3 separate regions of the Sus scrofa genome follow, and regions 2 and 3 are each linked to region 1. A link is a contact called in public promoter capture Hi-C data. All regions are on one chromosome and are shown on one strand. The core of a region is the stretch at or near the end of the contact, and the rest is flanking DNA. Distances in the headings are between cores, read along the strand shown.

Evidence for each region. Promoter capture Hi-C pulls out the DNA fragments that hold promoters and counts their contacts.
Region 2: a promoter capture Hi-C map of fetal skeletal muscle shows a contact between it and region 1, with 5 times the contacts expected there. The contact joins the promoter of TOP2A here to the promoter of EIF1 in region 1. A contact is called at or near these places in 1 of 5 promoter capture datasets (fetal skeletal muscle) and 1 of 47 Hi-C or Micro-C datasets (embryonic fibroblasts).
Region 3: a contact with region 1 is called in a promoter capture Hi-C map of liver, with 8 times the contacts expected there. The contact joins the promoter of IGFBP4 here to the promoter of EIF1 in region 1. A contact is called at or near these places in 2 of 5 promoter capture datasets (fetal skeletal muscle and liver) and 1 of 47 Hi-C or Micro-C datasets (liver).

What each region holds. Positions count from the first base shown.
Region 1 is chr12:20,975,034-20,978,852 of Sscrofa11.1, forward strand. EIF1 (eukaryotic translation initiation factor 1) reads right to left here and starts at 2,042. Exons shown (of 4, transcript XM_003482982.4): 1 at 1,849-2,042; 2 at 977-1,140; 3 at 735-836; 4 at 1-309. The coding sequence starts at 1,879. The coding sequence ends at 265.
Region 2 is chr12:21,999,503-22,003,321 of Sscrofa11.1, forward strand. It overlaps TOP2A (topoisomerase (DNA) II alpha), which reads left to right and starts at 1,798. Exons shown (of 35, transcript NM_213884.1): 1 at 1,798-1,954; 2 at 2,872-3,027; 3 at 3,236-3,326; 4 at 3,631-3,694. The coding sequence starts at 1,934.
Region 3 is chr12:21,978,255-21,982,073 of Sscrofa11.1, forward strand. It overlaps IGFBP4 (insulin like growth factor binding protein 4), which reads right to left and starts at 1,789. Exons shown (of 4, transcript NM_001123129.1): 1 at 1,438-1,789. The coding sequence starts at 1,789.

The DNA.
Region 1 (3,819 bases), core at 792-3,291:
CATCACCTTATTGCTTTGTTTCAGGCGGGACACTGCCAGGTGCCTACTGCTTGACCTCTGTTTAAATGAGGGACTTCAAGACTAGACAGCATGGCTCTTTTCAGTTTATTGCATGAAGGAGTTACACTAGTCCAAGTTAAAAGCAGACCCCAAATGGTTACATTATACAAGCTGTGAGGTTTTTAAACTTGTGACAAGGGACAGAAGGGAAATTCTACTCATTGCAAGGAAATCCTCACTTAAGCTTCAGTGAGCCAAAAGCACTTAAAACCCATGAACCTTCAGCTGGTCGTCCTTAGCCAGTCCAATCTGCAAAGAAAAAAGGGCAATTTTAAAGATGGGATACAGTTAAAGGCCTCCATTTCTGAGGACAACAATCCTGTCTTCCTGCTTCTATACCACGCAAGAGCAGTCCCAGAGCTATACTTTCAACTCAGGTAACCAATGATTTAATAGGACTTGAGTACTTATGAGCAGTCAACTAGACAGCCTGCTTTAGTAGCTGTAATTTTAAATTGCACCCTCCAAGTAGCTCCATGCAAACAGTAAACCGAAGGCAGACAGATGTGTTTTCCTAAACACACCGTCTCTGAATTTCAAAACTCAACTGCTGTTTGGCTTAGCCTTACGAAACAAATTTCTACATCCCCAGCAGAAAGTTACCAGGCAGGACCTGAGATTAGTTAGCCAGGGCAGAGGCACAAAACGTACTAACAGGAAGTGACTGAACTCACCTCTACAAGGAACTGGCATATGTTCTTGCGCTGGTCACCCTGTAGCTGAATTACTTCTCCATATTCTGGATGCTCAATTACAGTGCCATTGCAGGCAAATTTCTGCAAGGACAACACAGCCAAAACACATTAGGCCAAGCAACAGCTTGAAGGCACGAATACCCTTTCCAGGAAGTAACAATACAGCACCCCCCGTAGGCATATTAAATACCATTTTCGCAACTTCTCTTTTAAAAGCCTACCTTCTTAAACGCCTTCACTAGTTTCTTTTTATCGTAATCATCAGCGATCCCTTGGACAGTAGTAAGGGTCTTCCTGCCGTTTCTCTGTTGAATTCTTATATGGATATAATCCTCAGTGCCAGCAGGAAGCAGATCATCACCCTTACTTGCATCAGCAAAGGGGTCTGGGCAGAAAGGTCAAGCTCGTTAAGAGAGTTGTGCTGGGAGGCCACTGCCACCCTCCCACGGGATGTCTTGCCCGGTGCAGAACTTGATACTGAAATCGTCACGGCTTAGTCAGATCAGATAAGTCCTTTGTTGGCTCTTCCCGAACAGGTCAATCCGGGACGGCTGCCTTTCCCAGCCCGAGAAAGCCTGGGCCTCTTGCCCCAGGCCCGCCCTTGGGAGCCGATCACGTGTCAGTGAAGCCTAGGCTGGCCGGCAGCGCCCCACCCGGCTGATGCAACCGGCCGGAACCCGAGCTCCGAGGCGGGGCCACACTTCCCGCCCCATTGGAGCCCACGTTTGTCACTTAGGGCTGGCGCCGCCTCTCCCTCCCCGCTCAGTGACAACGGCGGTGACGTAACGGACGTGACGCAGACGTGGAGGGAGGGGCAGGTGTGGCCAGAGGTGGCCCGGGAGCCATTAGTAAATGCGCCACCCGAGACGGCGGGCCCGCCCAAGGGCTGACCTCCCACCCGCTCCTTCCGGTCGCGCGCAGAAACCAACCCAGGCGCCCAGGCCTAGTCGTCCGCGAGCCCGGACATCTTCCCTCCGCCTAAGTTCACAAAAGCCCGGAACCCTTAGCCGCTTTTCGGGCCCTGCCTGCGGGCCCGGAGCGCCCCGCTGCCCTACCCGGGCCTTCCTCCCCCTGGGACCTTTCCAGGACTTACCGAAAGAGTGGAGGTTCTGGATAGCGGACATACGATACGATTCCTTTTCCTCGGTGGAAACGGCCTGCGGAAGGCGGCGGCGGCGGCGGGAGAAGGCGGGCAGGGGGGACGGAGCGTCGGGAAGCGAGGGGGCTCAAGGGGGAGGTTGCTGAGTCCTCGGCGGCGGCTCAGTGACTGGGGCGGAGGGGCGGTGCCTGTATTCACTTATATAGCCGCCCCTATGACGCCAGCGCGCTGCCCTCACGTCTCGGCCCCACCCACGGCGCCGCGCCCTCTACGCCCGGGCGCCACCGTTTCCGATTGGTCCTGGGGCGGGGACGCGGGACCGCGTTTGCGCAGAAACTGTGTGGGAGAGTTGGGAGGGGGAGGGAAAAGTTGGTCGGTCTAGGCGCCTGCGCAACTCTCGAGGACGTTGTCGAGGCTGCGCAGAAAACTGGCAAGCGATTTCGAGCGCGCCTGCGCAGTGTTCCCCGCGTTCCACTTTCTTGACACTGTTGCAGGAAAATGCCTTTACTTGGAGTGTTTCGCACTCCTTAGAGGGACTTTACGTGCTGATCCTACTAAACACGACAGATTCTCACTATCTCATATTCACCCAACTACCCACTTACTTCCTACTTTGCAGATTCACTCCTTTACAGAGAGGGCGACACTTTTATTTAATCAACGTACAATAGTTTAACCCAAACTTTAACCTCATCATTTAGATGAATCCAATCTAAAAATGGATAATCTACTTTAAAAATTATATTACTTTAGATAATTTAAGGAAAGAATACCTAGGTCATCAGTACGAGTTCAAGGGAGAGTAATGCTGTTTGTGGAGCCAAGAATTCATGCATCAGAAGGGGGTCATTTTTTTTTTTTTTTATACAAATTGTGTGGGGTAGAGCCTTCCCAGAGACTAGTTGAACTATTTCCTTTAAAACATCAACCTTTCTTGCACTTTGAGTTTATGAATTGAAATGCTCTTAGTTGCAGGGTACATGGTTTTTAGGCTCCAGAGGCCTGGCAGGTAAGATAAAGGAGTGCAGACACCCTAGTGTGATGTAATGGGGTGGGGGTGGGGGCAGAGGCTGCAGCGGCCACAAACCTCCAGTGCATTGTGCTAGGTCTTCTTTTTCAAGAGAACCTGGAAATCCAGATGTATGTAAAATCTCTTAATTTTTAAAATATTGCCAGTAAATTGAATTTTTGGAAAAACACTGGGGAAACTAAACAAAAAACTGTGTCAGCCCGAAGGACTGCCGGTTTATGTCCTTTTGGAATCTGGTGAGAGGGAGAGAGAGACAATAAAATGACAAGATCATAATAGGTGCCAAGAAAGAATAAGGTGACGTGAGAGTGACAGAGGCTTCAGAAGCCCTCAGACTAGGTGACATCCCAGCTGATGCTTAGAGGGTGGGAAAAAGCCCACTCTGGGACAAGATGAGACAATCCCAAGGGAGGAAACGCTGGGTATACTTGAGAGTTCTTTTGATTCTGTATTTACTATGTAATCTTTGGATTAATAATTTGGCTTCCTTGGAGTTCCCGTCGTGGCGCAGTGGTTAACGAATCCGACTAGGAACCATGAGGTTGCGGGTTCGGTCCCTGCCCTCGCTCAGTGGGTTAACGATCCGGCGTTGCCGTGAGCTGTGGTGTAGGTTGCAGACGCGGCTTGGATCCCGCGTTGCTGTGGCTCTGGCGTAGGCCGGTGGCTACAGCTCCGATTCAACCCCTAGCCTGGGAACCTCCATATGCCGCGGGAGCGGCCCAAGAAATAGCAACAACAACAACAACAAAAGACAAAAAGACAAAAAAAAAAAAAATAATTTGGCTTCCTTGATATCAGGATGTGGGGACCCATGGCTACAAGTCAGGAACATATCCTGGTCTCACATCCATCTCATTCTGAGAAGCTGAGGACACAGTATTCCTCCATCTGGGAACCGCTGCCCTCACAGACATGACCTTGCTTGAAAGGGGTTT
Region 2 (3,819 bases), core at 548-3,047, 1.0 Mb after region 1:
AGCTAATGGACAGGCTTCCCTCCAACAGCTCTGAGACCCTGATGTTCCTGTGCCTGGAGGCACGGAGGTTGCCTTCCTGTCATCAAGACATGTGGTGAGTAGAATGGGATCAGAAACTACCAGAGGCCAGGAGACCAGGGCACAGGGACCAGAGCAATGCCAAGCTCCAGGGACCTTAGCCTGTGGGACACGTCCATCCTTGATTTTCTGCCACAACACACCCCCTCCTCACTGGCCCTCCCTGCGGCTTTGCCAGCACTGTGGGCATTGGCTATGCTGAGATGATTTAACAACTGGTGTTCCTGATTTATTTGGGGGAGGGATTAAATCCACAAATTGTCCCGCCCACCTAAGGAAAATCCCTGCTTCCTGATTTGGATACTGCTAGCTTACTAAACACTTTATGTCTTATAATCCTCTCCCACCACTCTGAGGTAACACTGTTATTTTCATTCCCTTTTCTGAGCAGAGGAAAAGAAAGCACCTGCGAAATTGCCTCCATCAAGACAAGACTGGCAAATGGCCAAGTCAAGACTTGAAACTCAGGGAATATTGATTGGAAGGAGGTGGTTCAGATGGAATTTATAGTCATTCAAATTGCACAGTTTTTTTTCTAGCATCTGATAAGGGCAACGACTTTTTTTTTTCTGTCATTTTAACATTGTGGATTGAGGAGTCCAGAAGAAACACACTCAGGAGTTCCCTTTGTGGCTCAGCAGTTAACAAACCCAACTAGGATCCATGAGGACGAGGGTTCAATCCCTAGCCTGGCTCAGTGGGTTAAGGATCCAGCATTGCCCTGAGCTGTGGTGTAGGTCGCAGATATGGCTTGGATCCTGCGTTGCTGTGGCTATGGTGTAGGCCAGTGGCTACAACTCCGATTCGCCCCCTAGCCTGGAAAGCTCCATATGCTGCGGGTGCGGCACTAAAAAGCAAAAAAAGAAAAGAAACACACTCAAACATTTAGACGTCAGAGTAATAAACGCTTTGGTCTTTGGCATTTCGTCAAATCTGGACTGCAGGGCTCAGGGGAACACGGAGGAAAGCAAATTAACAAGTAGGAGTGCATCCTGGCGGCCACCTGAGGAAACAGCTGCAGTTCTAGAAAGGCCCCTAAACCATCCTCAGCCCCTGAGCTCTGACTATGCTATTCTCTTCGACCAGTCACAGCCCCACGCCGATCTCAAGGGGCCTTGAACGCTGCTCTCTTTTGTGTGGTCTCTCTTATGCCCTTCGATTATACGAAAACCCAAACCACAACTGTACCACATTTGTTTCCGCAAAAATAAATGGGGCGGGTGTGGGGTGGGGGAGACGGTTTGAGGCAGATGCCAGAGACGACTTGCTAAACTGAACCAAATCGCCAGGCTCAGTTTCCTCAAGAAACAGAGCTGGGACTCCCGTTTCTCTCGTTTAAAAAAAGGAAAAAGAAAAACGCCTCAGGATAGAGGGCGGTCTTTAGATTCCAGGGATCTCAAAGAAGTATAAATATCCCCTCTTTCCTCCCACCCTGGAACTCAGAAAACCCCTTTCCCCTCAAGAGCTACACACCGAGAACAAACCAGCCCTACTTATTGGCCAAATTCCCTGTCTGTCTCTCCGCTTTGACTCCAAGTGGTGCCTTTTGAAAAAGATCTTCTAGTTCCGCCTCCCTTGCCTAATTGGTTCATTCGAACCGGCCCCCGGCCATCTCAGCCGTTCATTGGTAAATATAAAAGACTAGCTCTGATTGGTTTATCGGGAAGGAAGCCGTCAGAGAGCGTCAGGGATTGGCTCTTCTGGTTTGGGCGGGCTGGCTGAAGGTTCAAACGGAGGGGCAGCTCTCTCCTAACCGACGATCGTCTGTGGAGAAGCGGCTAGCTTCCCGACCATCTCGAGGGTCCTGCCGGTTTAGTCGCTCGCAGAGTTGTCGAGCCCCTTCACGACCGTCACCATGGAGGTGTCGCCACTTCAGGTACAGCTCGTGGAAGGGGGCGCGTCGCGGATCCTCAGCGCGGCCTGGCATCAATCCTGCTGCCTGTGAGAGGGGGAGGTGCCTCGGCTGCGGTCCCGACGCCGCGGGCTCGGCGCCGGCGTTCCGCATGGGCCCGGGTCCCCTGGGCTCGGCGCGATCGCGAAGAGGCTGAGACCCCTTTGTGGTGCTAATAGTGAAGTAACATCAGCTAAACGGGTGTGGCGTTGTGTTTTCACTGTTTCTAGAGAACGCGAGTCAATTGGTCCTGGAGTCGGTGGTGGGATAATGGGCCGCGTGGGGCTTTATGCAGCGCGGACAGATGCTTTCCTCATCTACCCTCGGGCTGAAAATGGGATTGGACCTCCCTGACCTGGGGAGGCGCTGGACAAGGCACGGGGTTCCCACTCCGGAGCCCGAGTGCTCAAAATATGCCCCTCCTGTGTTCAAGACGTTAATGTGCCTAAAGGGTGGACTCCATGGTTCGGTCCCGGGTTTCGGCACCAAAAAAAAAAAAAAAAAAAAAGGTGGACTCCATAGCGTCCCAAACTGCTGCTGAAGGAGAATCTCTTACGTGCCTGGGACCCAGTAGACCCTCAGTCAATAGGTGCAGAGTAGATGAAAGAAGGGGGTGTGTTCTATGGATGGCATCTAAGATGTGAACGCATTTCCGTGTCAGATAGTTACGCTGGGCTAGAGAACATGCCCATTTAAGCTGACACCCAGGAACCTGGCTGCAGATAACTTAAACCACCACGTTTGTACACAAACGATGTCAACACCACCCACACCTCCTCAAAACGTGTGATTTGTCATGGTGTGTGTAAGCAGATCATTGTGGTAGGTGTTTTGTGAACAGTTTCTGATAAACCTGTGATTCAAAATCGCTTTTCTTCAATCTTTTTTTTTTTAATTGCCAGCCTGTAAATGAAAATATGCAAGTCAACAAAACAAAGAAAAATGAAGAGGCTAAGAAAAGATTGTCTATAGAAAGAATCTATCAAAAGAAAACACAGTTGGAACACATTTTGCTCCGCCCAGACACCTACATTGGCTCTGTGGAATCAGTGACCCAGGTAAAACCAAGCGAATTAGATGTAGTTACTAAGTAGTTGAGATATGTCCTTGTCCAGATTAACTGCCTATACTTCATATACTTTGTTACTGGAACTGTCCTAAGAGATCATACGTATTGTAGTACATAGTCCAGAAGGCTTTACAGTAATCAGGATGATAGAATAAATATATGGTAAAGATAACCATATTTCTTTGCCTTATTTTTAGCAAATGTGGGTTTATGATGAAGACATTGGCATTAACTATAGGGAAGTCACTTTTGTTCCTGGTTTGTACAAAATCTTCGATGAGATTCTAGGTGAGTAAATTCCTTCATATAAATATTTACTGGTCAGATCTTTCCTAAGAAGTGATATTCCCAGCAAACCCTCCATAGCCAGGCCTCCTATCATTTCAAACAATAGTTGGCAAAGGTGAGGCAGTCTACTAAAGTCTAGGAAGTTGACTTCTTTCCTAGAAACTGTACTATGAATGAAAATTGCTAACTTAACACCTCATTAATCTTACTCTTGCGCAATCCGAGATTTTTTTCTTTCTATATCTTAATGTTTTTAAAAATACTTTAATTTTTTTTACCAAATGTGTGTTTTATTTCTTTTTAGTCAATGCTGCAGACAACAAGCAAAGAGACCCCAAAATGTCTTGTATTAGAGTCACAATTGACCCGTAAGTCTCTTGCTTATTTTTATAGCTCATTGTTCCTGCTAGTTGTATTTACTTTGATTTGTAGTAAAGTTGGCCCTTTTTTTAGATGAAAGTCTGCCCAAGTGCAGAAAGGTAGAATGCTAAAA
Region 3 (3,819 bases), core at 539-3,038, 1.0 Mb after region 1:
GCACTTCTCCTAGAACGTTTTCTGCTGACCCATCTCTCACTGCCCAGGGGCAGGAAGGGCAGAGAGGCCCAAGGCCCAGACCCCTGGGGTCCACCTCCTTCCTGTTTTCCCTGCATCCTGCTCTCCTCTGGCTCACAAGCTGCAGAGGATTGAGGAAGTGGAGCCGTCGGGGACCCGGGGCAGGAAGCTTGGGGCCGGAGTCCCAGCATCCGGACTGCAACAATGGGGGCTTCAAGCACCAGGAAAACAGACAGACACAGACAGAGGCACAGGGAAAGCACGACAGAGTCAGCGAGGCAACAAGAAACAGAGGCAGAGGTAGAGAAGGGCAGACAGAGAGATTCCAAAAGGAACAGAGCAAAGACAGGAACAAAGAAAGAGAAACGGGGACAGAGCCAGGAGGGGAAAACGCAACAGAAAGAGACCGATTAGGGCCCCAAACGGAAAAGGACCAAGATAGGGAACGATACTGATAACACGCAGGAGATGCTGAGGAGAGGAGAATTCGAGAACGTTACCAGTGAAACTAGAGGTTGAGAGACCAGCGGGAAAGAACAAAAGAATTCGAGAAAGAAGGAAAGAGACTGAAAAGAATTATAAGGGGAAACTGAAAGTCTGAGAAAGGGAAAAAGAGAAAAGTCTGAGTTTAGGGCAAAGGACCTTCTAAATCTCTTCCCCCCACCCCCCCGCGCCCAGCTCCCTGTCCCCTTAGGTTTCTGCAGCTCCAGGCTGGGAGCCAAGACTGGCTTCTCTTCTGCCACCTCGGTGGCACCCACCAGGAGAAAGGCACCAAGGCAGGAGGAGGTGCCCAGGTCTGGCGGAGAAACCCCTGTGTCCCACTACTCCCCAAAGAGCTAGGTGAGCTGGCCTGGGGCTTTGGGGGCAGGGCCATTCTGATGTCCCCTCGCCACCAAAGCCCCTCTAATTTGCATGTCCCCCTCCACCCCACCTCAATGTCAAAAGTCCAAGGCCTGGATTCTTAGACACCCCCCCACCCCCCGGGTTTCACCTGTGTTCAGGGTGAGTGGAGGTCCCTGGATCAGGAACAGAAAGCCCCCACTGCCACCGTCCCCATCCTCCAGGTATCTGGCTCTAGACTGCTCGCTTGCAGGCTGTGGGCTGGACCTGGTCATTTAATTCTCCACTCTTGGCACCAGCAGCCAGGACTACCATTGAGATATCCCTCTTCCCAAAGAGGCACCCTTGACATGGAGGGATGGGACAGAGTCCCCGTTAACGGTGGCAACAGGCTGCTTGGGACTTGATAGCAGTTTCCTTGGCTGACCCTGTCCCATGCCAGTTGGGCCCTGCCACGTTCCTGCCTTCTGGTCAACTCATAGGGGACTGTCAAGAGCCGTCCAGGCCAGCCCGAATGGGGAAGGGGCTTCTGAGAGGGGAGGACCCCAGGGAGGGCGTGCAAGGGCAGGGGCAGCTTACCAGAGGGCTGCAGGCTTTCCTGGATGGCCTCGATCTCTGCCAGCTCCATGCACAGGCCTTGCCCGTGCATCAGCGTGTGCAGGGGCTTCTCCACGCCCCGGGGCGGGTAGCACCGCAGGCCAGAGCCACAGCGGGGTGTATACACCCCGCAGGGCATCCCTTTGCCCAGGGCGCAAGTGGCGCAACAGCCGCAGCCCGGCTCTCGCACCAGCTCCTCGCAGCCCACGGGGGGGCGGCAGCGCGCCAGCTTCTCTTCGGAGCAGGGCGGGCAGTGGATGGCTTCGTCGCCCAGGCTCGGCCGGGGCCCGGAGGCCAACAGCAGCAGCGCGGCCACGAGGCACAGGGGCAGCATGACCGGGCGAGGACGGGACGCCGGCTGGCAGCAGGGGTCGCACGGCGACAGAGCCCGGCGCGCCTGGAGGGACCCGACCCGGAGGGCGCGGGGACACGGGGCTGGCCCGGCTGGCGGACAAGGATGGAGCCGAGGAAGTTAGCAAGCGGGCCGGAAGGGAGCGAGCCTGGCCGCGGGGGCGCTGCGCCGCATCCTCGGCCCGGCCCAGGCGGCGGGCGGTGGGGGGTGCAGGGGGCTGAGCGGCTGCCTGGGACCAGCTCCCCCGGACTTTATACCAGCCCCTGGCCACACCCCCAGCGCCTTCCCAGAGGTGGGGGAGGGGGCGGGGGGGAGAGGCGGCTGTTAGGGGGAGGGGGCGCTGTCCTAAGTCGCCGCCGCCGTTGCCGCCGCTACAACATCTGAAAGTCCTTTGCTGCCGCGGGAGGCAGCGGCTCAGTTTGGAAGGCTCGGCAGGCGCCCAGGGCGCTTCTGAGCCGGAGCCTGGGAGCGCAGCGAAGGGCGAGGGGAAACGAAGGGGCTGCTCCGTGGCCCCCGCCGGCGACCTTGCAGGCGTCTCCCCCGCCCCGCCCAGGCGGCCCGCCCTCCGCCTACGGAGAGCGCAGCCTCCTAGCCCCGACTCCAGCGGCCTGGGGGATTCGCTCTCCCCGGCCGGAGCCCCTTCCACCCCACTCCAGTGCTTCCCGTCTCAGCCACTGGAGATCAGGTCCGGTGAGGAGGGGGAAGAGGGGTCCAGAGAAGCCTGGTGGCCCTAAGAGCTTAATAGGCTCTCTGCCTTCTTGCCCCTTCCAACCTCCCCCTGCCCGCCGCCGTCTCCCCAGGACTCGCGTGAGCCCCTGGCCGCTCGGCCTTACCCAGGATGGCATCAACAGGACTCTCGCCCGGAGAGGGAAGTGCCAAGACGCTTCCTTCTTCCTGGACGTTTGCTTCTCCTGCCCAGACCCCCTCCCAGAGGAAAAGTGGCTAAGGAGATCGCCACTCTCAAGTGCAAGTTGTGCATTGCACAACTCCAGGGGGCACCACTTCTGTAGTCCTTGTAGATTTGTGTAGCCCTTGTGACAGTTTTCCAGCAGATGGCACTCAAGCGTTTGAGGAAGGGGTACTAATTCACCCTGTGTTGCCCGTGTCAAGGTTGGCTAGGCCCCCTGGGAGATGTCATTGGCGCCTGTATCCCCCACCTTTGGCCCCAGTCCTGCTGGGATTGGGAGGGGTTCTTGAGCAGCGTTTGGAGCAGGGATTCACCTCCTAGATGTCTCCCCAGGATTTAACCGCCCTCCCCCACAAAGATTTCTGCCACCCTGGAGCTGGTTTCAGGATAAGGGCGCCTGTCCAGGCATAATTGGTGACCCACTGTGGATTCTTTGGGCTTGACCTGGAAAGCAGCAGGGCAGCCACGCTAAAGTGCAGATCGGAGGCCCTCTTCCTGCCTCCTCTCCCAGGGCAGGGGTCTTTCAGTCTCCCAGGAACGGGGCCTTCTCCTACTTTCTGCCCGCTCCAGGTGAGAGGAGGAAGAGGGGCTGGAGGCTGGACCTGCGAGGAAGGAACCAAAAGTTGCGAACTGACGCCACCTACTGGCAGCCGTCAAGACTGCAGAAGAGTGGGAGGCTTGGGGCTGGGGACGAGACTCTGGGATTCTCTCCCGGCCATCTCACAGGCCAACTGAGATCTCTTCTGCCCTGTCTGCCTTGCAGAAGGGCAAAGAGAGCCAGGTTCCTCTAGTCCCTGGGGGAAGCCCAGCCTGTCCCTGCAAACTGCCTCCAGCCCTCTTCCCTTCCTTTACCTACTGGACCCAGTGCTGCCACCAACTTGTTATGTGAAGCTGGTCACCACCCCCTGGAGCTCAAATGTCCCTACCTAAAATGAAGGTGGGTCATCTCCACCTAGCCTACCTCTGGAAGCTCTTATGAGAATAAAATCAGATCGGGATCCCATGCCAGACTTGTCTCCTAGAGAGCAAACCTGGGAGGGATAAAGTGTCCGAGACACGGAGGAGAAAGGGCAGAAGAGGCTGGACTGAAGCCAAGAGGGGTGCC